2 separate regions of the Sus scrofa genome follow, and region 2 is linked to region 1. A link is a contact called in public Hi-C data. All regions are on one chromosome and are shown on one strand. Each heading gives the region's core, a stretch centred on a gene start, on an enhancer-like site or on the middle of the called end of the contact. The rest is flanking DNA. Distances are from core to core; before and after follow the strand shown.

The links. A called contact is a pair of places that touch in the nucleus more often than the background predicts.
Region 2: a Hi-C map of skeletal muscle shows a contact between it and region 1, with 3 times the contacts expected there. The contact joins the enhancer-like site here to the promoter of CUX1 in region 1. A contact is called at or near these places in 5 of 5 promoter capture datasets (fetal liver, fetal skeletal muscle, liver and 1 more), 6 of 47 Hi-C or Micro-C datasets (brain, epiblast stem cells, retroperitoneal adipose tissue and 2 more) and 2 of 2 datasets of contacts at active chromatin or transcription factors (alveolar macrophages and skeletal muscle).

The regions. Positions count from the first base shown.
Region 1 is chr3:9,313,155-9,320,457 of Sscrofa11.1, forward strand. It overlaps CUX1 (protein CASP), which reads left to right and starts at 3,991. Exons shown (of 23, transcript XM_021086269.1): 1 at 3,991-4,236. The coding sequence starts at 4,174.
Region 2 is chr3:9,646,956-9,654,080 of Sscrofa11.1, forward strand. The region is part of intron 14 of CUX1 (protein CASP); the gene reads left to right. It overlaps LOC110259891 (a long non-coding RNA gene), which reads right to left. Exons shown (of 2, transcript XR_002342310.1): 2 at 384-7,125. Among named protein-coding and RNA genes, the nearest start is that of SH2B2, 20 kb to the right of the region's middle. Within about 2 kb of position 2,051, at least 5 of the 83 cell types and tissues checked have an H3K27ac peak or open chromatin away from gene starts, as enhancers often do. A contact at or near this core is called in skeletal muscle, where this site is marked.

The DNA of each region.
Region 1 (7,303 bases), core at 2,741-5,240:
AGAATCTGGAATCTTCCTTTCATTTATTCCAATGGTCCATGCCAAATTGTTCTGGAAGACTGTCGCCAAAGACACAAGGAAGGCAGTGTAATTTCCCTCTGTTATTCATAATCTTTTGATTTAAGGAAAAGGCCTTTTCAATTTTCAAGTCTCTCAATACTTCTGTCTGGCTTTAGGTATTCCTAAATTTAAAACATTTGCAAATTCAATGTAATTAAACTAGATGTAATTTTCCACTTCCATATTTGCAAAACTGAGATTCTCGTAAGACTTATTCGGAGTATGAATCGTTTTTTACCAGGTATCGAAAAGTAGGCATGTCTTTATGTTTGCTTGTGAATAAATTACAATGAAATATTTAGCATTATGTAGTGTCTCTGGTTATCTGAGATATTTCTTGTTGGGAACTATTCAAACCAGTTCTAATTTGGTTGCGAAAATATTCAGAAAGTGAATTAATGTTTTAGAATGAATCTCTTGAGTTTTCTTTTTAAGCATATCCCATAGGACAGAAGATTTTTTATTTTTTTTCATTATTCTTAGAGTTGGGTTAAAAACTATTCTCCTGTCTTTTGCTGGAGATAGTTTCTAGGTGAAACCTAAGCTTGGTTTTATGAGTTTATTATAAATAAGATCTTAGAACGTAGAGCTCTTGTGAGAGAGAAAGAGAATGGCTTTTTTTTTTTTTTTTTTTTTGATAATGCCCTACATTGTAAGACATTTTTCGGTTTGGAAGAAATTCTTGATGATTAATCCCTTCAAGGAATTAGGTTAACTATATCAGAACGATTACGAAATTAGAATCTTTAAGAAACAGGGTAATATATTTTCCTTTCTTGGGGCTATCAAAGGAGGACCAATTTAGTAATAATCAACCCATATGGCGTTTTAGAGAATTTGCCAATTTTCATCTGAACTGATTCAATCAACTCTGTGTAGATGTCGGGAGACGGGAGGGTAGGAAAAGTGTGAACCTCGGAAGGTGCTTTGCAGGGTTTCCTAAAGTACATTTCTCAGTATCATCACATCCCCAGTATGGCCACTGAATTTTTTCTTAGGCAAAATAAAATGGGTCAGTAAGGAAATTTAGGCATTCTAGACTCATATTTGTCTGTCTGATTTGGTGCCAAAAGGTGCTTATTTGAAGGTCAGGAACAAACATCATTTTGGTCAGTCCCCCCTCTGATTACTTGGGGCTGGATTTCTGAAAGACTAGGAAGGAGGATTTGTTATGTACTCGGAACTAGGAGCTTTCTTTCCCTAAAGGGAGAGCCTGAATGTCAAAAAGTGCAAACAGCGTCTCTGGATTGTTTCTCTTGTGCTTCATTCTGAGTAATATAGCATTTTCACGTCAAGGGGCTTCTTCTTGGTTCCTGGGCCAGTTATCTTGCTAAACTGCCTCTGTCTCACTCTTTATTCTGGCTGCTTATAGCCGTTATTCCATTGTCTTTGTAGATGCTAATAGGGATCTAGGTCCTAAAACCTTTCCATTTTCTAAATATTTTATACAATACACAGCTTATAGGGATCCACTATATTTGAATGTCCCCGGAGGCTCTTGACCTACTATGGGGAGGCTGAAAGTCAGTCTTGAAAGCAAACAGCCTCTTGAAATAGATATAAATTGTTCTTACTCTGTTCTAAGAAGAATAAAATGTACTTTAAAAAGTTTTTTAGGTCTCTGCTGATTATTTCAGTCCACTAAGTTTTTGATCAGTGGTTTACCTGGAGAACTTTTCCTTTAAATTGGTCACATTTTGTGGTGCTGGCAAAGTTATTGGAAAGTTTTCTCCCCCGCTTGTAGAGAGCAATAAGCCTTGTATAACTCAAAACTTTGGTAGAAGAAATCTAAATTTTATTTAACTAGAGCTTAAGCTCTGGACCATTCAATGCAGTGTTTTTCTACTAAGTCCAGTTAGCAGGTAAATAATGTAAATATAACCAGAAATGTAACAAGGGCATTTGATACTCATCCACTTTTCTTTCTGAAATATTGCCGTGGATTCAGAACCCTGAATTCCAACCAGATGTATTTCTGGAGTATTACACAGGTCATATATATTTCACTTTTTTGGTTCAAACCCAGGGGATCCACACGATAATTAGATTGAGAACATCTGCACCAAATCCAAACCATTTCCCTGATCCTTCCTTGAGCCTCCCCCACGGGAGGGATTTTTTTTTTTTTTTTTAAGCCCCTGCACATTTTATTTGCCTAGTCCCCTTTAGGGCAATTCTGAGGTCTCGCGTGCCTTGCCACCTCACAAATAGGAGAGGAGGGCAGACGTACCCTCAACTGCGGGATAGGGGAGGAACCTTTAGATGTGGCATTTCGTCGGGACAGGAATCGCCACGGGTGGCAATGCCGTTTCCCGCCAGGGGCCAGGCTCTGGGACGGGGCGTGGCCAGGCGCGGGGCGCGCGGGTGGGCACGTGCGCAGGGGCCCGAGGACGCGAGTGTCGGGGCTCCGCTGCCCTCTACCGGGCGCAGCGGTCCGAGCTGCAGCGCGGCCGCCGGCCGACGGCGCGCGCGGGCTCGGGCGCCCCACACCGAGGCCGCCTTCAGCGTCCCTGGGTCGGGAGTGCCCTTCCTGGCGCCGTGTCACTGCTTCTGGGACCAAGGCTCCCGGCGCCCGCGCGCTCCCACCCACCTGCTTCCTGCCCCTGCTGCGGGTCCCGGCTGCCGCCGGGACGCCCAGGGAACACCCCCACCCCTTCGGACCTAGGGAGGCGAGCGTTGTCGAAACCGAAGCGCCTGGTCGCCAGTGTGAGACCTAGGGGCACATGTGTTCTCCAATTCTTCGGGACTTTCATTTCTAGTCCCTTCAGTCAGAAATGCTGAATTTACAACGATCGGCGTTAAATCCTCCAACTCAGTTGAAAAGCAATTGTATACCCCCACGAACATGTTTTATTTTGTATTCCATACAGCTTTTATTGACATATAATTTTTAAGATTAAGGAATTTGGGGATTTGTTTTAACTAATTACACGGTAAATGAAGTTCGGGAGGATAAAAGTACGCTATTCCTACTGCAAACTCAAACTCACACGTGTGTATAATCAATTAAAAATGAGATCATAAAGTGTGTGCTTTTTGCCAGGTTTCTGCGAAGAAAGATCTCAAAAGAGAATTGACTTTGGGGTTTGTATTTTAGTATTTCTGCAAACTAGGGACCGTGCTTTTTGTTATAAGCGTACCCACACTTTCCAAGTTGGGCACCCAAATCGCTGTGTGTGAACTACAGGAAGTTTCTAGGGCTGTTCCGCTGAAGCGGTGCGGGGGGGATACAGAACTGGGCTCCAGGACTTTTCCTGTCCTGTCCTAAGCTGGCGCAAATCGAGCAGATAGGGGCCATTCAGACCCCCTGGCCGCCGGGGGTGCGGTGCGGCGCGGCGCGGGGACCGCGCGGCCACTGTGCGGAAAATTAACGTGTGCAGCGACACGGGGGTCAGGGCTGCGTTCCCCCGGCTCCAGTGCCCCCAACATGAAAGGCCGTTCCAGGCTGGCTCGGTCTCTGAGTCCGGCTGGGGCTCGGGGAGAGGGTGGGCGGCAGCGGCCGGCCAGCGCGCCTCGCACCCGCGCCGCAGCGGTGGGCCGGGTCTGTGCGGGGTCTGGGCTCGGGCAGGTGGTCGCGGCGGCTCCGCGCGCTCCGTGCCCCGCGGAAGAGCGGGCGAAAGCGGCGCGGCGCCGGCGCCCGCAGCCAACGGCCGCCCGCTCCCAGCCGAGGGCCGCCGGCGACCGCGACCCCCGGGCGCCCGAAAACCGCCCCAGGTGAGCCGGGCCCGGGGCCTCCCGCGGGGGCCCGGGGCGCCCCTCCCGCCGCCCTCCAGCGCCCCCTCGGGGCCGGGCCGGCAGCCGCCGCCCGCGCGGGCCGGGGGGCTCGGAGGGGCGGGGGTCGCGGGCCTGGCGGCGGGCGCCGGCGGGAGCGGGCAGGGGCCGCGCGCGGGAGGCCCGGCGGCGGCCGCCGCGCCCTCGGGCTCCGACTCCGGCTCCGGCTCGGGCTCGCCATGGCTGCGGCGGCGCCGTGAGGAGGAGTCCGCGTCCTCCGTGGCGGCGGCGGCGGCCGGCTCCAGGCCGGGTTTTGGCGCCGCCCGCCTGCTGCCTCCTGGCGGCTCCTGAACTCCAGCCCCCTCTCTATCAGCCTCTCACTCCGTCTCAATATGTCTCAAGATGGCGGCCAATGTGGGATCGATGTTTCAATATTGGAAGCGCTTTGATTTACAGCAGCTGCAGGTCAGGCTTCTCCTCGCTCGGCCTCTCGCCCGGGGGTGGGGGCTGCGGGCGGTCGCGGCCTCCCCCGGGGCCCCGGGCTGCCCGGCCGCCGGGGGGCCGCGGCGGCGGGGAGGAGGGGGGTGCCGGGGAAAGCGGGGCCGAGTCGGGGACAAGTCCCTCTCGCTCCCCGGCCCCCATTGATAACTCGCTTGATCGGAAATTGATCCTCTTTGTTCAATTCATCGATCAGCCCAAGATGGCGCCGGGAGCCGCCGCCGCCACCGCTGCCCCCGGTGTCGGCCCCCACCCCGGGCGCCCCCCCGGCCCTGCGCCGCCGCCGCCACCGCCGCCGCCGCCGCCGCGGGACCGGGGAGGGGGCGGCCCCGGCGGCCCGCGGGGTGCGCGCGCGAGCGGGGAGCGGGCTGCGGCGGGCGGCGGCGGCGGCGGGCGCTGCGCCGGGAGGGGGCTGCGGCCCGGCGGCGGCGCCCGGCCGCGCGCCCCGCGCCCCCGGCCCGCCGTATTCCCCGGGAAAGTTTGTGGGGAGTTGCTGTGGGGGTGAAGCGCCTGCCTCTCCAGGAGGAGCCGCCGCCGCCACTGCCGCCGGCGCGGCGGAGCTGGGGCTGGTGGCGCTGTGGTGCCGCCGGCTCGGGGGAGGGTCAGAGCGGCCACCGGCGGCGGCGGCGGCGGCGGCGCGGCCCGGCTCCGGCCAGGCGGGCGGGTGGCCGGGCGGGCGGGCGTCCGCGCTCCCCGGCCCCGGCCGGCCCGGGCCCGGGCCGCCGCCCCCGGCTGTCAGCCGGCCGGGACTGCGCCGCCGCTCCCGCGTGCGGCGTGGGGCTCCCAGCGCGGAGCCCGGGGTTTGTTTACGTCCGGGCGGGCGCCCCGGGGCCACCCGCAGACCCCGCAGCAGCCCCTATCTTTTGTGTGCCTGCAGGAGCGGCGCGGACCGGCCCTCCGGGGCCGGGTGCCCGGGTAGGGGTGCTTTGGGGAAACTTGCGGGGGGCGGCCGGCGCCCCGCGCGTGGATCCTGGGGGTCGGGGCGCCCCGCGGGCGGGGGTGCGTGTGCCAGAGGAGGGCTACAACTTTCCCCGAGTGGAGGCCCGGCTCTGCGCCCCGGCGCGCAGTCTATCTGGGCCGGGGGCGCTTGCTCCCCGCCGCCTCTCCGGGTGGTCCTCGCCTCGCGCCCGGGGGCTCCCGCGGCCCCCAGTGACCCACCCCCGTCTCTCCGATCGTCTCCTCCGGGGCCCTGCCCTCCCAGTAGGGTCCGCGGGCGCGATGGAGCGCGCGGCAGGTCCACTCCGAAATGCCTACTCCGATCCGGCTCGTGAAAGCAAAGCCCCGGGGGCCCCGGGGGCCCCGCTGGACTGTGGCGTGCGGGGCTGTGGTCCGAGCGCCGAGCCCCGGGCGCCGAGGGGGGCTCATGCTGGTGCTCCCCATCCGGCGCCCGAGCCGCTGCGGTGCCCAGGGGGCGCGTTCCTGCCTGCCATTCCTCATCCAGAGGAACGGCGCGCCCTCGGGGTCCGCCCGGGACCTGCCAGCTCCGCGCTCGCGGCGCCTGGACAGCCCCGGGACTCTGCCAGGTGGATGTTGTGCGTAGTCGAAGCCGAGTTGAAGGTGAGCGGCGTGTGGGCCAGAAGCTCCGGGAGCGCTGGCCGTGGGGGGTGGGGGTGGGCGTGGGGGGGATGTCTGTGGTTTCCAAGGGCCCAGGGCGGCCTGGCGCCCCAGAAGGGGCCCTCAGCGACCCCCAGGGACGGCTCTTGCTCCCAACTCTAAGGTGTGCTTGAAGGCACCCTTGGGCGAACTTTCCCAGCCAGGGGACTGGTGATAGTGGCCTACAGTACTTTGAGGAGCGAAGCAAATGAACTCCAGATGCGGGCTTGTATGAAATGAAGCGGGTTGGATTAAAACGTATATAAACGGAGGCTGACAACTTTAATTGTATATGCTTGTTTTCTGCTCTTGCCTACGTAAGAGCAATAAAGCAGACTCATAGTCGTTATGAAATTTCTTCGAGTTTTTCGCTTAACTAGGAAGAAGACTATGTGAAATATGTATTTCCGATAAGATTAAAACTTAAAGGAGTTTGAGTGTTTATTGACTAAAATAGATTACTCCAAAGTGTCTATTGTGTAAATTAGATTCCTGAATGTAATGAACACAGCCGAATGGCATTTTTGATAAATTGGTCTACCCTGTTTTAGTAAAAATAGCTCCCTTTTACCATAATTTAATTCCTGTGCTTACTGCAAAACCCGTTGTGGAGTTTTGAGAGACAAACCTTAATTTTTTTTTTTCTCTTGTTTTCCTAAATGTGACATTGTAGCTTAACACCAAAGCGGTTTCTTTTTTAAGCATCTTGGCAAAACTGCCTGGGAACAGGGTTTGGTTTCTGGGGAGTTATTAGATTTTATGAACTCTTTGACACCCCCGACCCGCCCCCCCCCCCCCCTTAGTGATTAGTCTTCAGGGTAGCTTGAGGACATTGAAGGATGTAGCTTTAGGTTTCCATTGAAAGATTCCCTGTTAGTTCATGTGAGTGAACTTTGAGAGGTTGATCTGGAGTTGCAAAAATCGCTTTTCTGAACATGGTTCTCTTTCCTGAGCAGCGATTAGCTTTTGATGGTAGGTAACGATTTGTCCTTTAGATGGTTTCCTATTGCCGCTTCATTGCAGTTTTGAAAACCTCCCGTTGACTGTGGAATGCCAAAGTTCCAGAAGGCTAAACTGCTTCTTTCTCTGGGCCCTGAAGAGGCCTTTTGAGCTGATACCTAGTTTATCGTCATCTCTGGTCCCACAGATAGTAAGCGAGCCAATGGGACTGCAGTTTGAGAAGAGAGAAGTCATTCGTTTCTGACTCTTCTCCTCTCTGCCCAGCCCCTTACGCTGAGATCGGGTTGCCTGCAGAGCCCAGGGTGGGCCGTAGCATTGCCCCCTGAGGGTCCAGAGGCTGGGTCTGGGCGGGTTCAGGTGAGATGAGGCGCTTGTGCCCCCCACCCTCTGGGAGCTGAACTCCTGTCCCTCTGCTCAGTCAGGCTTGAAGCTGTCTTGGGACGTGGAGTGAGTGCCCAGGAAGAGAGTTTCTGAAGATTGA
Region 2 (7,125 bases), core at 801-3,300, 330 kb after region 1:
GACAGTGAGTAGCAGAGCCCCTGGCAGGACTGTGGTGTCCTCTCCACGAGAACCTCGAGGAGGAATGTGTGGTCATCGCGTGTGATGAATCTCCAAATACCTGGCTTTCATTAGACGCAAAGCAGGGCGCTAGCAGGGCAGACTAGGGTAGCGTTTTCGTTTGAAAGGCATGACTGTTATTTACTAAGGTGTTAAATCGGAGGAAATTGAAAAAGTCTAAATCTGTCCATCCTAGTGGCCAAATAGTAACGTCTAAAACAGCCGCCTTGGCTCTTCCAGGCAGTTTCGTCATTTTTGTTGGTTTCGGTTTCTTTAACTAGGGTACTGTTGATTTCCATTCTATCTCTGTGGCCAGACGTAACATCTGGGTGCTCGATACAATCAGTTGGTTCAAGTTTGCTTGCAGTTCCATGTTCGTATTTTTTCTCTATTTATTTTTTTTTTTTAATGGCGATCCCAACCCTATGATCTCTTGTGTTAAGCTATCTATCGCTATCTGTCATACTCTGAAGAGCTGCCACTAACTAACAGGAACCTGGAGGGGGGAGCGGGCCCCTCCTCTTTGTGCCCCTCAGCTTGAGTCCAAGGGTTGATCTTTCATCTTGATAAGCAATATTCAAGTGCCTTGAACAGCGTCCTCTCCGCGGGGTTTACCTTCAGCTGGCTGGCGTTCCAAGCAGTAGCTCCCACAGGCAGCTGCCCCCTTCCTCTTTACGCTCCACCAGTTTAAAAAGCTGATTTGTACCTCTCCCCTGGGGAAAACGGTTCCGTAGAAAACACTAACACTTAATTACAAGCTCCATTATAACCATCTTAAATGGCTTCTTTTGGTTAATTGGAGGCAGTGTTCCTAACTTCAGGTTTTTGCCATTGCTTAGCCGGCTCAGTGGAGGTTCAGCGTGCAGCGAGTGTCCGCCTTCAGCCTCTTGACCCTTGGCTCCTGCTCACGTCCCCACGGGGCGTCTCAGATGGAAGGGGTGTGGGTTCTGTCCTAGACCCGCGCCCGCTCACTCGTGCCACCTGGCTCCCAGAGGACCTCTCCCCTTGAACTTCTGGGTCGAGATGTCTGTGATGTCTGCCTACCAGCGCGCCCTTGTTTAGCAAGGATTATCACAGCCCTGTAGCTCCGCTCGGTGTTTCGCCGAGCCCACCCCGCTGAAGCACATCACGAGACACGGTGGCTCAGGGTCGGCAGATTTGGAAGGAAGCTCCAGGAAATGGCAGGATCTTGACTCGTGTGACTGCTCTCAGGCCAGGGCCACCAAGTCTGGGAAAGTGACTGAGGCCGCAGGCTAACCAGCCATGACCTCTCTCGAACCGTTTCCCTACACTTCCAACGCACAGGTGCCTCCCTGCTCATCGCCCTCCTGTGCGCAGCTTCGTTTTTCTCCCCCATTGAAAAGCCAGACATGCTGGTCGGTGGTCCAGATCCAGAGTACAGCAGGGCTTTGGGGGACATGTTCCTCTGTGCCCCCTGCCGCCAGCAGTGAGAGACCCTCCCAGGCCCAGCCAGCAGCCCCAGGAGGAAGGAAACACCCAAAGGCCTCCCCCACCCGGGGCCACACCAGCCCTGCAGCCCGGAGCAGGCCAAGCGCAGGACAGGTTTTACGCACGCTCTGGCATCTGACTACCCTAAGGTCACCCAGCAGTCCTGTCCTAAGAGATTGAGCTGAGAGTCCCCAGACGGTCCCATCTGCAGGCAGGTACCTTCCTGGCTCACGTGGGACCAGACGTCTCTGTCCCCCCTGAACTCACCTCCTTTCACGCAGGGGTGATCAGCGAACTCTATTGACTTTCTATGCAATGTTTTTCATTCCTCTGACTGTAGAACAGACCTCCCTGCAAACAGCAGAGGAGCCAGGGGAACAGAACACATGTCCTTCTGGGATTAGCACAAAGTGAGACAGTGACAGGGGCTGTAGGTCTTGAGCTGGGGGACAACAGCCTTCACCTTAAATGCACTTTGGCAGGCACCTCTGGACTGGCTCTAAAAACAAGACTCTGCCCTTAGCCGGCGCAAGCCGCTGCCCTCTGAGGCCAGCGAGCCAGCTGGCGGGAGACGGAGCAGGCGAGGTCCCGGCGTGCATGCGTGGCGAGCGTGGTGGGCTGGTAGCCGCACCCCTTCAGGCTGGGCGTTCGGCTCCCCCCCGGGTGTCATCCTCATCTGTCCCCTTCTACCTCACTGAGCATGCTCCCGCGAGACCTTACCCCTCGCCCCCCAGAGCTGTCAGGCAAGTGAGATTGGGGAAGCGAAAAATCTAGAAGCCTGGTGTCTGTGAGCATCTCTTGGCCTGGTGGGCAGGTGGCTTCCCTTTTTTGTGACACAGCTGTGCCCCGCGAGGCCCACGGACTTTTCTCTTGGCTTCCACCTGTTCCTGAAACTCTCACAGCTGTTTCCTTTGCAGGCAGGCGCGGCCTCGCGCCTCGGAGCGTCTCGCCTTGGGCCTGCCTGTGCCCTCTGGCCATTCCTGTCCAGCTGTTTCGGTCCGTCACAGCCCTCTCCCTGCCCTGGGCTGCCCCTCGGCGGCCCTCTGAGGACACTTCCCTGGGATTCCTTCCCGGCACGGGGGGGACTCTGTCATCTCTGGCCCTGGGACGTTGTCATTTCAGCCCTTCTGTGAGAAGCATCCCAGGGACAGGAGAGGATCCGGCCTTCTCCAGCCCACATGTATGGTCTTTGGTCACGTGACCCTTTCTCCCTAAAACTATATAGGCCGCTTTCCACACCGAGCCGAAGAAGAGCAGCTCCCGGGGCTGCTGGGTGGATGTGGGGCCACCCACGCTGGTGTCCAAATGAGAGGAATCGGGAAGGACCCCGCGTGTGGAAATCGTGCCGCTTGGGCCTTGATGGCGCGCGGGGAGCCTTCTTGAACCCAGTCCAGCTCCTGTCGCAAGCAGTAAGAGCTGGCCTGGGATCCCGACGTGATGTATGTCTAGTCCCCAGTGCGCTGACTGTCGGCCTGGCCAGCATACCTGCTTGCTAAGGGGATGGGCCCCTCTCCCACTACCATGCCCGTCCGTTTCTGCCTTTTCGTAGATGAAAACTACCGGGACAAGAAGGGAAAGCAAGTTCCCAGTTAGAGTGCTGAGAAGGTCCAGCCTGCGAGACTCTTGAGAGATGTACTGAGCGCCGAGGCCAGAGCACTCGGGTTGCACGGAGGCTGGAGGTGGCAGAGGAGGGGTGCGGGGCGCGGCGGGCCGAGCATGAAATGAGCCCTGCCCCAGAGTCTGCCCTACTCTGGCAGCCCCGGCAGCCCGGGGACCTCACCCCTGGTCAGGGAGAAGGAAATAGGATTTCCGCCCACCTCCCTGTGGGTCCCCTGGCCGGACCTGCCCCCACCGGCCCAGGCCCGACCACCCGCCTCCATCCCCACCTCCCCTCCAAAGAGACGTACGCACTGACAGTGGCCTCCTCCCTGTTTTCATTTTTGGATGAAGTGACATTTAGCTTTAACAAGACATTTCCAAAGCGCCTAGTCTCCTCCAGAATGCTAACTTTAAAAGTTGGGCATGGCAGGTGAAGAACCTATAAAAAAAAAAAAAAAATTTTAAACTTAAAAAAAAATTTTTTTAAAGACATTAGGCTAGGCATAAATGTCCACTTCCCCATCCCCGTTATTAAACGTTTAAAATACCTTTGAGTTGCTTTTCCTGGATCATTTTAGTTTATCCAATAATGTTAAAATGCATAGGCTGCGTGACTGTAATTTCTGTAGTGTTTAGGCTTTAATTTCTACCACAAAATGTGCTATATGCTATGTATCAAGCTTTCTGTGATCAGAAAGGAAAGGTGCCTTATATCCCAATGTCACGGCTACATCCCTATGGAAAATAATCAGAAGCACAGTGTGTACAGAAGCATTGGGGCTTCCGCTGGTGAAACCAGACGCCAGTCAGCAAGATGCATTGAAGTGGCACGGGGCTGCTTTTGTTTTATGCTTCCTTTCTTCTCCTTTTTCATTTTTTCTCCTCCCGCCCCCCCCCCCCCGCTTCTTTTTTCCTTTGTTCGTAGTTTGCTTTAAACAGAAAGCACTTAAATAGAGGATTATGTGTAAAAGCTCTGTGCAATAGAAATCATTTTCCTTCTTTTTAAGAGATAATGTATTGCACACCAAATGAACTCAAAGTAAGCTTTAGACCAGGACGATTCAGGTTGTGGATGCGTAGAATGAGTTTGTTCACTGTAGTTCCGTTTGTTCACGAACTGATGGGAAAACAGGCCTCCCTCCACCGCCTCCCCCCCACCCCCGCCCGCCGCCACCGTCGCCACCGCCGCCGCCGCCGCCACGCATCTCAGCCTGCCTCTTGCTGACCCCCAGGCTCCGTGTGTAGGGCCCACGGGCGCCCCCCAGAACTGCTGGCTGGGTGGCAGGTGGGCAGGGAGGGGCAGTCTGCGACCCAGCCGCTGAGAACCCTCCCGAGGGCAAGACCACCGCCATCCCCTTCCAGCCCTTAGCGTTCCTCGTTGAGATGGATTGACTGCTACTGACCCGCCAGCGTGCGAGAGGGTAATTATAAAAGGATGTTTCCTTGAGGGGAAAAAAAAAAAAAAGAAATTCTATCCTCTTCTATTTATTATTAGGTTGATCATTTAAGTACGTATCAGGAGTGTGTTGTTGTTCTGTGTGTTGTTGTTGTTTTTATGAATGCTTTTTGCTCTCACTCCAGTGGTGACTGTCTTCTGCCTCCAGCCCTCCCCCGCCCCAAACCACCCAAGGGCCTGGGGCGGGGGGCGCGGGGCGTGCAGAGGGGGCGTCTCCAGCAGAAGCAGTGTCTCCCGAGGAGCCGCGCGGCAACGGGTGGTCTCCACGTGGCTAACGTGTCAGAGCGAGAGAGTCGATGCCCAGCAGTGACAAAACCTACCAGTGTGAGGAGGGGCCGGGTTGCAGGACACTCGTGGGCGGGGCTGCAGGGGAGACTCAGAGAAAGCCGAGTTCAGTTCCCCCAAAGCCTCCTAGAGCCTCTGGTAAGACTTCTGGGTTCATGCCGCGTCGGGAGCCCCGCTCAGGCCCGCCTGCCGCTCGACGTGGTTTCTGGCGAGGCTCCTGCGAGCTGACGAGCTCCAGTTGGCTTTCGTTGCTGTCGTTGTTTTTCCGGGCCACAAAGTCGGTCCAGATCATCTCGTGGAACAACCGCGGTTCTTCGTCAGGTTTTGGCTGGAGGACCCCCGCCCCTTGCCGGGTCCCGTGGACGTGGCTCCGTGGGGCGGGGGCTGAGGCCAGGGGCACCTGCTGGCTTGCTCCTCGGGTGTGAGGGCCGAGGCCAGGCCCCGCCGCCCCGGAGCTGGAGCTCCCTCGGGGGCCCCCCAACCCCTGCCTCGCTTTCCGGGCCTGACTCTTCCCTCCTCTGCCATCGTGTCGGGTCCGACGCTGTCGTCTTGGAAAGAAAGGCCTCCGGTGAAATAAGAGCCCCCGTCCCCTCCCCCCAAAGGTTTTCATCTCCCTCGAAGTAGTCTATGCATTTCTCTCTCTCTCTCTCTCTCTCCCTCTCTCTCTCCCTCTGGAACCGTTTTCTGCCTCTTCCCTTGAGAAAACGGGCCTCTCGGGTCCCACCCACTGAGACCCCCTCAGAAAATGCTGTGCATTTTGGAGACGTGAGGATCCGTTCAACATTCTGCAGGCATTTGCAAATAGCCTGTCCGAAAAGCGGGACAAAGCGAGCAGACGAGGTGGTGTCCCCCGCGTCCCTTTCCACTGAGTAAGACCTCGCTCTTTGCGATTGTGCAATAAACTACTTGCCCTGAGAGCGGGTGGCCACGCTCCTGCCCAGACTACTAACTAACACAGCACAGGACGGCCCCGTCGAGCGAGCGGCGGGCCTCTTCCAGAAGACTCCTAATAAGCTCAGCTTCCCCCCCACCCCCGCCCCCTGCCCCTGGCCCCTTGTATTGTGGTGTCTTACATTTTAGCAGTATTTTATATTTTCTGTAACGCACTAAGTCTTAGATGTTTCTAGAGCGCGTCTGTTCATACTCACAATCACAGACCTTTTTTTTTTTTCTCTTTTAATCCTCACAAATGACCCGATTGACCAAAAAAAGAAAAAAGAAACAGAAAAAAAAAAAAAAAAAAAGCGTCATTTTTGTACAAATAGCTTTGAGAAGCCTCTGTTGTGTGGCTGTGACCCATCTCTGGTAACATTTTATTTCTTGCTATTTGTTTTCGACATCATCAGTCAAAAGTTGATCCGCCTGGCATGGGGGTGGGAGAGGCACCCGTCGGCCCCTGGGCGTTGTCCCTTCTGTCTTTGGTTAGCCATACGATGTTTGTTCTCAGCACTGTACAACGGTCCCTCTATGATATGGAGAAGCAATATCACTGTATGAAACTCACACCATGTATTATTATTATTCACTAGCACCCTAGGTGTGATAATTGAAGTAAATATCTTTTATACAAACACAAGAACGTGTGGGCTGTTTTTATTTAAAGGGCTCTGGCCTGAGGAGAAGGAGCAGCAAACACTTTCATTCTGGGCCCAAAGGGCACCTCGAGAATTGCCACCCCTCCCCCGCATACACCTTCCCGTGCTTCCTAGGGCGTGTGGCGTCTGCGCAGGTGTCGGCAGAACCTGGGGGTACGATGCGTGGGGATCCGGGTGCCAGCGGGCCCGCCGTCCCCCAGGCACGTGGTCCTCACTCCATAAGGGCCTGTGTCTCCACTTGCCGTCATGTCCCCCCTACCGTGCGGGTACTTTGAAGGGCTGACCCTCCTGGCACCCACTTCCTTGTCTGGGAAATGGGGGGGCGCCATCGCGTGTCTCACAGGCTGTGAGGACCAGGAGTGGTGGCCGGCCGTGTGGGGTGTGGCACTGGGCTGATGGCAGGAGCCCGCACCCGGCCAGTGGCCTGGCCTCAGCCTGCTCCGTGGGGTCGCTCGCTTGGTCCCTGCCTCCTGATGTGGAGAAGGGGACAAGGTCACGGCACCTGTTAAGTGAGTGGGAAGATGAAGGAGGGGACTGTGGCTTGTGCGCTTCTGGGACGATCGGTCGGATTCCTGACAAAGGACCTCTCCAGCCGGCGCTCGGGGCTGGAGGGGGGAGAAGGTGGGAGCGCTGGTGGCGGGATGGTCCACGAGCCTGTGATCGAGGATGTCTCTCGTCTCGAGGTCCACGGGGTTGGAAGAG